Regions from separate parts of the Macaca mulatta genome. Here region 1 is linked to region 2. The links are chromatin contacts, called in public Hi-C maps. All regions are on one chromosome and are shown on one strand. Each heading gives the region's core, a stretch centred on a gene start, on an enhancer-like site or on the middle of the called end of the contact. The rest is flanking DNA. Distances are from core to core; before and after follow the strand shown. Region 1 holds the start of RNF227 (ring finger protein 227). Region 2 holds the start of CYB5D1 (cytochrome b5 domain containing 1).

What was found. Hi-C and Micro-C count contacts between places; a contact is called where the count stands out from the background.
Region 1: a Hi-C map of cortical neurons shows a contact between it and region 2, with 2.5 times the contacts expected there. The contact joins the promoter of RNF227 here to the promoter of CYB5D1 in region 2. A contact is called at or near these places in 2 of 14 Hi-C or Micro-C datasets (blood and cortical neurons).

The regions. Positions count from the first base shown.
Region 1 is chr16:9,420,550-9,426,620 of T2T-MMU8v2.0, forward strand. It overlaps RNF227 (ring finger protein 227), which reads right to left and starts at 2,613. Exons shown (of 2, transcript XM_028835980.2): 1 at 2,044-2,613; 2 at 1-1,942. The coding sequence starts at 2,560. The coding sequence ends at 1,896. LOC144335311 (a long non-coding RNA gene) reads left to right here and starts at 1,789. Exons shown (of 2, transcript XR_013406085.1): 1 at 1,789-3,871; 2 at 4,500-5,540.
Region 2 is chr16:9,361,275-9,367,612 of T2T-MMU8v2.0, forward strand. CYB5D1 (cytochrome b5 domain containing 1) reads left to right here and starts at 2,012. Exons shown (of 4, transcript NM_001194493.2): 1 at 2,012-2,323; 2 at 2,479-2,555; 3 at 2,682-2,900; 4 at 3,457-6,338. The coding sequence starts at 2,164. The coding sequence ends at 3,687. NAA38 (N-alpha-acetyltransferase 38, NatC auxiliary subunit) reads right to left here. Exons shown (of 5, transcript XM_077970313.1): 4 at 1,046-1,229; 5 at 716-874. The coding sequence ends at 762. It overlaps TMEM88 (transmembrane protein 88), which reads left to right. Exons shown (of 2, transcript NM_001194489.2): 2 at 1-121.

The DNA of each region.
Region 1 (6,071 bases), core at 1,363-3,862, 60 kb after region 2:
CAAGGCTATTATATTAAAAAAATAAGATATAAAGCCAACAAATATTTATTGAGTACATATTATACAGTAACACTGCTGTTGGCCCTGGAGATAAAACAGTCACAGGTCAGCCCTTCCTACCATGGGGCTTACACTCCAGTGAGGACACCCACAAAGCATGAAAATAAAAGCAGTAAAAATAAAACAGGGCATTATGTTACAGAGGGGTGGGGAAAAGGCTCTACTATGCTGAAGGCAGAAGGCGGCCTCCCAGAAGAGGGAGCATTTAAGCTGAGACGTAAGGACAGGAAAATGCCAAAATAGGGTTACAAAAATTGAGGTTTATAAACCATAAGTGTATATGATTTGTCAATCAAAAATATTTTAAAAAGGTTGGAGACCCCTAAAAATTGAGGTTAATACTTAATAAGTTCACATTTTTAAGAGAAAAATGTAACATAGTAGGTTAGGATTTCTTTAGCAATAGAATGTTACTTTAGAACTTTGGATAAAATAATCTATCAGTCATACTTATTATGTTTTAAATATTCTACCTACAGATGGTGATATCTTAAAGAGTCTAGGATCTAGACCAATGATACTTACATTTTCACATGCACACAAATCACCTGGGATTGTTAAAATGCCAGAGTCTGGCCAGGCGCGGTGACTCACTCCTATAATCCCAGCACTTTGGGAGGCCGAGGTGGGCGCATCACCTGAGGTCAGGAGTTTGAGACCAGCCTGACCAACACGGCAAAACCCTATCTCTACTAAAACTACAAAAATTAGCCAGGTGTGGTGGCAGGAGCCTGTAATCCCAGCTACTCCGGCGGGTGAGGCAGGAGAATCGCTTGAATCTGGGAGGTAGAGGCTGCAGTAAGGTGAGATTGCGCCACTGCACTCCAGCCTGGGCAACAGAGTGAGACTGTCTCAAAAACAAAAACAAAAACAACAACCCTGCAGAGTCTGATTCAGGAAGTCTGGAGTGGGATCCTGGAGTGAGATTGTGCGCTTCCATCGACAGCATACCAACGCTGCTGGTCCTTGACTATGACTATATGGTCATAAGATACTTACAGGATTCTAAAATAGAATACATGGCATATATACAATAGGTGATGTCCCATTATGGGACACAAATTTTAAAGACACTTAAAATTGTATAAGTATCTTTTCAGTAGCGCCAGTGTTCCCTGTGACTGTAAAGATAACACAGATAATAGCAAAAGTTTGAAATATGATGCCTTTCAAATGGCTCTCCTTTCCTACTTTGATAGGCTCTAATTAGGTGCCTCATATAAATGCCCTTTGGAATTTCTGATACCTGCCCTAGCAGGCTGAAGGTAGATTCTGAAATGAAGCAAGGCTCCTCATCATAGTCATAGGCAGGGAGCCATCTCAATTTTTGGAACACAGAACTGGGAGTGGAGAGACAGCAGGCATACCAGCACCCTTACATGCCAGAGAAGTGAGATTAACATGACGCGAAAATTAGCCTCTTCTCTCCCATCCCATCTTAAAAAAAAAAATTCAAACCATTGACAAAGAATTGCTAAAACGGGACCTGTTGCTCCCACACACCAGAGCCACCCTGGACAAAAGCCAAAGTCCCAGCTAAGAAAACAGTCTGTCTTCTTCCCACAGTAACGTAGGCTTTGTTTATATCATCCCTTGGCCACTCCATCCTGAAAATGTAAGACTGGCACAGTCAGTAGATGGGGGCGAGTTCGTCTAGGAGCCTCCCCAACTCATCATCAACACCTCCCAGGGCGTTCCCTCCTGCCCTCGGCTCATCTCTCTTATCACATGTCAATCCTGGGATCTGAGACACAGTAGTCTTGATATCAGCCCCCGCGAGGCTGCAGCTCCCACCTTCCTTCGGCTGTGGCTTCCGAGTTCCTCGGTTACAACGTTCAACGGGTCAGGTGGGCAATGTCCTTGATCTCCGGACAGTAGAGCACTGGGGGAAAGAATAAGGGTTAGCGGAAGCAGGAGCAAGCCAACCAACCTCCGTGTTCCTCGGCGCTCTCTCCCCTGCATCCTCCCCTGGCAGCACCTCACCGTTGCTAGGCAGCGGACGCCGCCAGCGCCGCGCGGGCGCCAGGACCCTGTTCCAGAGCCGCCGGAACGCGCGCCACCCAGCGCTCCTAGGCCCCGCCCCCTTCTCGCTCTCCCCTTCCTCCTCGGCCTCTCCGTCAGCGTGGCTGCTTTCCTCGGCCGGGTTCCCCGCCTCATCTCGTTCGCACTTGGCCCGCGCTTTTTCCTCCAATCGCGACCACAAGTCCGAGTCAAGAGCGATCTCCGTGACGCCGCCGCGCGGGAGCGGCGAGGGCGCGCGGCAGAAGGGGCACGTGACCACGCGGCGCAGGCGCACCACGCGCGCGGCCGTCCCGCTGCCGTCCCCGCGCGCTGCCAGCTCGCGGAGGCAGGCGGTGCAGAGCGTGTGGCCGCAGCGGGCGCGCGCCGTCCCGGGCAGGCGGCGGGGCGCGCGGCCCCCGAGGTTGAAAGGACGGTAGCAGATGTTGCAGTCCAGCTCGCCCCGCTCCGGAAGAGAGGGCACCCTCACCAAGAGCTGCATCGTGCCCGCCGCGAACTCGAGGGCGTCGCTAACGCGGCCGGCTCGGTGAACAGAACGAACTGACTCTTCTGAGGCCCGGGTCGGGTCCTGGGGCCGGCGCCGCGGCCTCGTTCCCCTTTAAATAGGGGAATAAGTGAGGCCCCACCCTTCGAAGCGTCACGCCTTGATCGGGCCGCTCCCCGTGGCGGCACGTGTGGGGGCGGTGGAGGCTTGAGGCCGGGCATGACAGCGATGATGGAGTCGGGGAGGCGGCCCAGGCCGTGCCAGGACCGGAGCCGTGGGGGCCGAGGCACCCATTCCTCCCTTCCTCCCCACTGCCGGGGAGCGGGGTGGGGCTTTCCTTCTTCCCCCAACGCAACGCCAGCGCTCCTTAATTCTACCATGTGCAAATCCCCGGGTCCCTCCCTGCGCCTCAGCCGTCAATCATTGGCACAGGTCTCTAAAGCCCCCTCGGCCTATTCAGTTGCTCGCAGTGAGTTTCACAATCCCACTCAGTTTCCAAACACTGCCCATTCTGCCCAACCTTTGGTCCCGGGTCCTTTGACTCGATTTTGCCCTCAATTCTCATTATAGATGACCTCTCGGTGTTGCTTGTAAGGCTGGCTTCCTAAACTTCATTCTCCCCAAACTGCTTAACTCTCAGCTGGTATCTCAGCCTAAGGAGGGGCCTAGATTCCAGGACCATGGCTTTAGGAATGCTGGGAATCCTTTCCTTCCGGAGGCCTGGACACCCACACATCGTGATGGCCCCAGTAAAGCTCCCCAGCATAAGTTCTGACTCAGGGGTCTGACTTCTCCCACTGGTAAACAGGACATGGTACTCACAACCCACATTCCCCTCATGGTGCCACACCCACACACAGCTGCCTTCTCACCCTCCTCTCCTGGACCTGCAGCCCAGGTTCTGTTGTGGAGGGTAATAACACAGTCTAGAGCCAGCTGGCTTGAGTTCAGATCCTAGCTTCCACCTCTTACTAGTTGTGACCCTTTGAGCAAGTTAATTTATGTGGGCCTTGGTTTCCTATAAAAAAATGTGGATAATGAGGACTGAACGAGGTTATATGTGTAAGGTGCTTCAAACAGTGTCCAGTACACAGTAAAACACCAGGTAAGTACTATATTAGCTACTATTCTTATCCTGTGCCCCCAGCCTATACTGAATTCACCTTAATTTCTCAGTACCCAACATTTTCTTTTTTTTTGAGACAGTCTCTCGCTCTGTCGCCCAGGCTGAAGTGCAGTGGCACCATCTCGGCTCACTGCAAGCTCCGCCTCCTGGATTCATGCCATTCTCCTGCCTCAACCTCCCAAGTAGCTGGGACTACAGGCACCCGCCACCACGCCCAGCTAATTTTTTGTACTTTTAGGAGAAATGGGGTTTCGCCGTGTTAGCCAGGATGGTCTTGATCTCCTGACCTGGTGATCCGCCCGCCTCAGCCTCCCAAAGTGCTGGGATTACAGCCGTGAGCCACCATGCCCAGCCAGTACCCAACATTTTCAACACACATCCCTCTTGACCAATATGTGCAAGATGGGGTTCTCCACACCCATGGCATTTACCAGCTATCACAGGCAATGCAGAGCTGGTTTTTTAACCTTCATTGTTAAAACCTAGAGGGTAATCTCTTTTGAGGAGGTATACCATTGTTTTTAAGCAAACATTTCAGAACTTTTGAATGGTATTGTCTGTAATCATGGGAGAAGCTGTCTACTTATTACAGTGATGCTGTCACAATTCAAAACTTTTTGGTCTTAAAAAGGAACTGGTAGGGCCGGGCATGGTGGCTCTTGCCTGTAATCCCGGCATTTTGGGAGGCCAAGGCGGGTGGATTACTTGAGGTCAGGAGTTCAAGACCAGCCTGGCCAACATGGTGAAACCCCGTCTCTACTAAAAATACAAAAATTAGACAGGCGTGGTGGCTCACACCTGTAGTCCCAGCTATTCGGGAGGCTGAGGCATGAGAATTGCTTGAACCCGGCAGGTGGAGGTTGCAGTGAGCGGAGATCACGCCACTGCACTCCAGTCTGGGAAACAGAGTGAGACTCGGTCTCCAAAAAAAAAAAAAAAGGTGGGGGGAGGGGGGACTGGTAGGTATCTATGGTTAATAAATATATGATGGGCTGAATGCAGTGACTCACACCTGTAATCCCAGCACTTTGGGAGGCCGAGACTAGCAGATTGCCTGAGTTTAGGAGTTTGCGACCAGCTTGAGCAACGTGGTGAAACCCAGTCTTTACTAAAAATCCAAAAAATTACCCGGGCATGATGGCGTGCACCTGTAGTCCCAGTTACTTGGGAGGCTGAGGCAGGAGAATCGCTTGAACCCAGGAGGTGGAGGTTGCAGTGAGCCAAGATTGCACCAGTGTACTCCAGCCTGGGCAACAGGGCAAGACTCTGTCTCAAAAAAAAAAAACAAAAAACAACTTTTAATGTGGTGGTAGACTAATGGTGGCCCCAAATTCCTTTGCAGTGTGACTTTGGTACTTCTCACATCAAGAATTGGGGTCTCTTTCTCTATCCCTTGAATCTGGGCTGGTCTTGTAACTAGCTTTGACCAATAGGTGTGGCAGAAGCGATGTGTGAGTTCTGGAACCTAGTCTGTCAGAGGCCTTGTAGCTTCTGCCTTTGTCCCCTTGGAACACTCCCTGAGACCACCATGTAAGGAAGAGGCCACACGGAGGAGCGCCAGCCAACAGCCAAACATGCTGGTGAGGCCATTTTCCATTTTCCTGCTCAGCTGACCTGCTGTTTGAGTGCAGAGACACGAGTGAACCTAGGTGAAAACAGCAAAGGAACTCCTAGCCAGCCCACAGAATCGTGAAAAAGAACAGTTTTTAAAAGTTATTTCTCCTGAGTGTGGTGGCTCACACTTGTAATCCTAGCACTTTGGGAGACCAAGATGGAAGGATCACTTGAGCTCGGGAGTTTGAGATCAGCCTGAGCATCGTGGTGAGACCCTGTCTTTACAAAAAAAGAAAAGAGGCCGGGCACGGTGGCTCAAGCCTGTAATCCCAGCACTTTGGGAGGCCGAGACGGGCGGATCACGAGGTCAGGAGATCGAGACCATCCTGGCTATCACGGTGAAACCCCGTCTCTACTAAAAAATACAAAAAACTAGCCAGGCGAGGTGGCGGGCGCCTGTAGTCCCAGCTACTCGGGAGGCTGAGGCAGGAGAATGGCGTGAACCCGGGAGGCGGAGCTTGCAGTGAGCTGAGATCTGGCCACTGCACTCCAGCCTGGGCGACAGAGCGAGACTCCGTCTCAAAAAAAAAAAAGAAAAGAAAAAAGCCAGGCGCAGTGGTGCACGTCGTTCCAGCTACTCAGTAGGCTGAGGTGGGAGAATCACTTGAGCCTCAGGACTTCAAAGCTGCACTGAGCCGTGATCATATCAGTGCCCTCCAGCCTGGGTGACAGAGCGAGACCCCACTGCTTAAAAATAAAAAAAAAGTGGCTGGGCACGGTGGCTCATGCCTGTAATCCCAGCACTTTAGGAGGCCGAGGCAGGCGGAT
Region 2 (6,338 bases), core at 762-3,261:
CCGTCGTGAATGGGACAACAATCTCGTGCCCTCCTTTTAAGGTGCAGCTCCTCCAGTATTTCCGGGGCTGGGGGGCGGGGCTGGAGGGGAAGGAGTGTCCACGCATCAATAAAGATTTAACGAACTCAACGTGCTCTGCAAACACAGGAGTGGCACAAGTACTATCACCCCTGCCCTGTGCCGAGGAACAGGAAACATGTGCCAGGGCCACAAATGAGCAGAGAGGAGCATCCTTCAGCCCCCTGGCCTTATCGCTTTTGTCCGTTCTTCCTGGCCAGAACTCAGAGATCTGTCCCTGACCCCAGGCACCTCCCCATCAATAGAGTGGAGGGGGCCCAGCCTCGGCCGCCTGCCCCTGCTCCCCTTGGGGACCTGAGCCCGTTCTCTGACCCCAGCTTAAAGGAACTCGGTGTTGCCAGGCCGGGGTGGGAAACAATGGGCCTTCCGGAGCAGGATGACACCCCCTCCCGCCACAATTCTGGAGCAGCAGCGTGGGAGGGAAGATGCAGGGGCCCACCCTGGGGCCTGTTGGTGCATCATTCAGCCCTGTCCCCCATCTCTACCCCTGAACTTGAGAGAACCTTTGGCACCCCTGGACATCCCGGTTGGTAGAGGAGGGTTGAGGGTGCTCCCGACTTCAGATGAGTCCTTTCCTCTAGGGGTGGGGTGTCCTATCCCTGTACTGGCATCCCAGCTACACACAGACACAGGTCCATTCGGTCGTAAGTTTAATGAAGTCTGAAAGGTATGCGCCACCGTGGTCAGAGATATGGAGGCCCGGTCAGACTCTCCCTCTGCACCTCAATGGAAACGATGTGGTGTCCGGGTACCATGGCCAAGCCCAGCACACGGGGCTCCCCGGCAGAGAAGGAATCTGGAAAGAAGGATCAGAGGATCAGGGAAGCAGGCCGGCATCAGTACCGCCCCTCTGAGCCACAAAAACGAGCCCCAGAAAACAAGGGCTGCAGCCAGGCCCTGAAGGGGAAATGCCTTGCGTAAGGTTCCGCCACATTTCCAGGCGGGTGTGCATTCCCCAGGCACTGACCCGACGGCTTGAGGAACTCCTGCGCCGAGCCCAGGATGACATTGCAGTCACGGTCAGTGCAGAGGAAGCAGCCCACCAGTGTCCGTCCATCTGTCATGCGAATGCGCATAGTTTTGTTGAGCAGCGCCTCTAGCTGCTGCCGGGCGCGCGCAGCCGCCGAGTCCTCGCGCTCTCCGTCCGAATCCTGCGCGGGGTGGAACAAGCGCTCAGACCGCGCAGTCCCGGCTGCCCGCCCGCGGAACCACAGCTCCCGGCAGCCCGCGGGGCGCTCACACAACGCCCAGAGGCTGCCGGGAGCTGCAGTTCCCCCACCCCCTCCATCTTGCTGCTCGACTGCCCCTCAATCCCAGAACCAGAGCCCGTGCTAACCCCGGCGCTGGAGCTGCTCTGACGCCGACTGCAACAGCCATTCTCTTCTCGTAGCAGCATGGTCGGTCCAGCTCCGGCCATTTGCCCGGAGGCCTCCTCTGGGCCTTTCAACTTCCTAAGCACCTTTCAGGTTGGGTGGTCCGAGATCTCGCGAGCGCTCCCGACCGCTTTCCTTTCGCGAGATCACCTCTCCTCCACCTCCTAGTCTCCTCGGCAACGGCAGAGATCTCGCGAGCTTCTCCTACTTCTAGCGCTGTGGCTCACTGAAGCGTACCACGCCGGATGTCTTACGATATCGCGAGACCTTTACCTCTACTTTCTTACACATCCTTTAGAAACTCTGGAATTTAGCGAGAATACACTCTCATACTGCCTCCTCCCTTGTTTTTCTGTCTCAGAGAGATAGTCTGTCATAAATATCCCATGTAGCCCAGGCCGCTAAATTAAAACGGAGCGTATTCGTTTTCTGCCCACCCCCAACTCCTGAAAGCGGCGCAACTCAATTACTTGATCCTTATATGCCCCGTGTGGGACTCATACTACATTTCCCGTGAACACGTGCGGTCCAAGCCTCACCTCCTGATATTTATCTCAGTGGACGGTGGCCGGAAAAGGACAATGGTTTCCATGTCAGCGGATAAACGCTCTCCCCTCGGCTCCCGGACGCGACGGAGGTCGTAGTAGTAGTGAGTGCGTGCTGAGGAGCAAAGGAGTAACCAAGAGAGCCAGTGACTGACAGAGCAAGAGCCATGCCGCGCCGGGGCCTGGTGGCTGGGCCAGATTTGGAGTATTTTCAGCGTCGCTATTTCACGCCGGCGGAGGTGGCCCAACATAACAGGCCCGAAGACCTCTGGGTATCTTACTTGGGACGCGTGTACGACCTAACGTCATTGGCACAGGAATACAAGGGTAAGGGTCACACGTTGGGCCGGGGCCGGAGTGTGTGTGTGTGTGTGTGTGTGTGTGTGTGTGTGTGTGTGTATGTGTGTGTGTGTGTGCGGGCGCGCGCGCGCGTCTGCCTGGTTCTTGAAGGGCTGGCATTGACCGTGGCTGCTCTTTTCAAGGGAACCTGCTGCTGAAACCTATAGTGGAAGTTGCAGGCCAGGACATCAGCCACTGGTTTGATCCAAAGACCAAAGACGTGAGTTATGCTGAAATCTGGGGTTGTGGGTAGAGGCAATGGAGAGCGGGGATGGGAAGGAAAAGCGGAGGCTAGCCAGAGCATAATGACTGCTCTGATCCCCTCGCCCCAAACCCTCCTTTAAAGATCCGCAAGCACATAGATCCGCTGACCGGCTGCCTGAGGTACTGCACCCCGCGGGGTCGCTTTGTGCACGTTCCGCCTCAGCTGCCCTGTTCGGACTGGGCCAACGATTTTGGGAAGCCCTGGTGGCAGGGGTCGTATTATGAGGTGGGGCGGCTGTCTGCCAAGACCCGGAGCATCCGCATCATTAACACACTCACGTCGCAGGAGCACACACTGGAGGTGAGAACTGGTGACAAGGAGCAGGTTAGAGGGAATGGGGAATCCCAGCAAATCTCCAGGCCGATCTGCAGGGCAACATTTTTTTCCATAACCAGTGGGAGTGTATTTTCTGCCCTTTACATTGAGGCAACTGAGGAAAGCACAGCACCTAGGTCCCCAGGGTTGGTAATTCTAGGAGTGTCTGGGTCACACGGGGACAAGAGACTCCTTTATAAGCCTGGGAACAGCAGTTTATGCATCTTAGTGATGGTGGTCCTTCAAAACTCTTACACGCTGTTTTGGACAGCAATTGAACTTTCTTTTTAATCTACTCTATTGCATGGATATAGTGAGGGGACAGTTGACCCTTTATGGCCATCTGGTAGTTAGAAGTGGCTGCCATTAAGAGCTGTAGGTCTTTTGGGCCTGTTCATTGCATGCTGGAGTTTCAGCTTTTTTTCTGGGGCCGTAGATTACCTGAAGCTGCTATCTGCCAAGGGAGGCACTTTGATCCTAGTGTGTATATGTGTATACTCCATCCAGAATTCTGGGGGTGGGGTGCTTCTGTGTTCTCCAGGTGGGGGTTCTGGAGTCCATATGGGAAATCCTACACCGCTATCTCCCCTATAATGCACATGCTGCCAGCTACACGTGGAAATATGAAGGGAAGAACCTGAACATGGATTTTACCCTGGAAGAGAATGGGATCCGGGATGAGGAGGAAGAATTTGACTATCTCAATATGGACGGTACACTTCACACACCTGCAATACTTCTGTACTTCAATGATGATCTCACAGAGTTGTAGGAAAGGAGACGTACACTCATGTACACTCAAGACATATTTCGAGTTTGGCTTTTTCTGTGCCTTGACGAAAAGTGGTGGGGCGGAGGGGTGCCTGGGCCTAGATCTCCATTCCTCTCTAGCAGCTAGCCTGTGCCCTTCTGAAGTGTAAAGGTCCTATTCCCTGCCTTCATTACAATTTGCTCTGAGAAAATCAGTGAATTAATCTTTAGGAATGATACAAGAAGATCAAGTATCTTGGTTTAGGGAGATGTAGAAGAGGATAGTCAGAGTTCAGGCAGAACTGTTTGATAGTTAAGAGAGAGTAATTCTACAGGGGTGAGGGATGGAAGGACTTTTTTGGCAATGATGGAAATGAGATGTCTGCAGGAAGATGGGAATTACAAAGACAGGAATAGGAAATGTTTATCATTGACCACACAAAGCTGGCTTATCTTACTTGTAGAATAGTATTTGGCAGCTGAAACCCAAGGGAAAGAAAGGAAGTGAGTCATTATAGGCAATTCAGGCTAGATATTATGCTGGGTACTTCATATACCCTCTCCCCCCACCCCCCACAAAGAGAAGGGGTCTTGCTCTGTCACCCAGTCTGGAGTGCAGTGGCAAAATCATGGCTCACTGCAGCCTGGAGCTCTTGGGCACAAGTGATCCTCCCACTTCTGCCTTGAGTAGTTGGGACTTTGGGTGCACGCCACAATGCCTAATTTTTTAATTTTCTATAGACACAGAGTCTCACTGTGTTGCCCAGGCTGGTTTCAAACTCCTGGGCTCAAGTGATCCTCTTGCCTCAGCCTCCCAAATAGCCTCTTCAAGACAACTACCCTATAAGGTGGATTACTATTTTACAGATAAGTCCTTTGAAACTTTGAAAAGTTTAATAGCTCAAAGGCACACTAGGTAGTACCACTAGAGCCAGAATGCAAATTCAAGTCTACCCAACTCCAAAGTCCATGTTCTCTCAATATAAAGGGACCATCTCCATGTCTAATCTCATGTTAACATTTGTAACCACTGTTCTCAGAGCAAGTATTTGGGATGTGGCTTTTTCCTAGGCTCCTTGCACAATAGGAAACTGTGGTCCTATTGTACAGTTAGCAGTTATTGTCTCTGGGAGTTTGCAGAGTTCTCCTGTGGCGAAGAGGAGGCAAGGAAGGCTAAGTGTCAGGTAAGCAATAGCTATTGGGGCTACTTCCTTGTTAATCCCATACCCCAAATTTCTTTCCTGACCTTTTTGGGGCAAAGAGGTGGGTATTTACTAACTTGAGGGAAAACTAGAGTGGGGAAAAGGCCAGCAAATTAGTGACATTTTGGTGAGGGAGAAAAAGGAGGCAGTTTGCCACTTGGAGAAGATGAGGAAGACAGGGTTGCAAGATGGTGACTCCAAAAGAGAGAACTTGACAGGGGTAATGTAAAGAGAGATGTTAAGTCAGTCAGAAAACTCTCCTGGTGACCAAAAGAGAACCACTATTGGGGGCAGCGGCTAGATTTGGTCTCCTTTAACTTAAGGAGGGGAGATTTGAGAATGACAGGCAGGTGAACTTCCTGGCAGCAGCAAGCGAAACACAAATCAGGAGGAGTTCAGTGTGCCTTCTGGCAGGGGCATCAGGGCCCAGCGCAGGAGAAGGTGACCCCTGTGAGATACCGTTGGGCTGTATAGGTGTTCTGAGGGGCTATGAGAGGCATGAACAGGAAACATTACTGTTGGCTTCAGCAGTTATCTGAATTTACTGTGAGGTGGAGGATTTAAATCTAATCCCATGGAATGCAGGAGTCCGTGAATTATCTAAATCAGTCATTTTGATCTTTAATCAACTCTGCAATTACGTGTACCTTGTTTGCTCAATTAAACCCTGAACTATTTAAGAATGAAGGCTATGCTGTTCCTCTAGTGCAAGTCTCAGGGCCTGTCCTGTGCCTACGGGATGTCTTCATTCTGCCAAAATCTGTCCCTCTTCCAGAGACTCCTACTTCAATGCCTCTTGCCGGAAACACATCCTTTTCCTCACACATCCAGTCACTCATCAAGTGTAATCTGTCTCCTAAATATCTCTGGAACCTATCTTCTTTTCTCCAAGTTACCATCACCTCTTGTCTAAACTGCTATGGAAACTTCCTAACCTGTTCTCCCATTTCCACTTCTGCCTTCCATGCTGCAGTAAGAGTCAGCTATGAAAAACAAACCTAAACATCGAACTTTCCTTAGCTTCTTCAGTGGCTTCCACCTGCTTTTGGGATAACGTCCTAAATTCAAAGACCTTGTATAAATCAGGCTCATCTCGCAACACTCCTCTTTGTTCTCTACGGCCCAGACACTGGCTTTCAGTTCATTACATGTCTTGCAAGCTGCGGAGCCCTCACACACTGTCCTCTCTGCCTGCAACACGCTTCCTTTCACTTTCTGCCTAGCTGATCCTAAATGTTCCTTCCTCAGTTCTTTTCTTATTTCTTGGTGGGTCAAGACTTCTGATAAATCGGTTAGCACCATGCATTTTCCAGAGTTTTTGTTACAATTGTAAAATTATGGCTGTAATAGGCTGGCTGTACTGCTAGATTGTAAGCTCATGAGGGCAGAGATCTTGTTCACATCTCGCTCACTGCTATATTCTCATTGCTGAGCACACAGTTGCTGCTCAATAAATTTTGAATGAACTCAA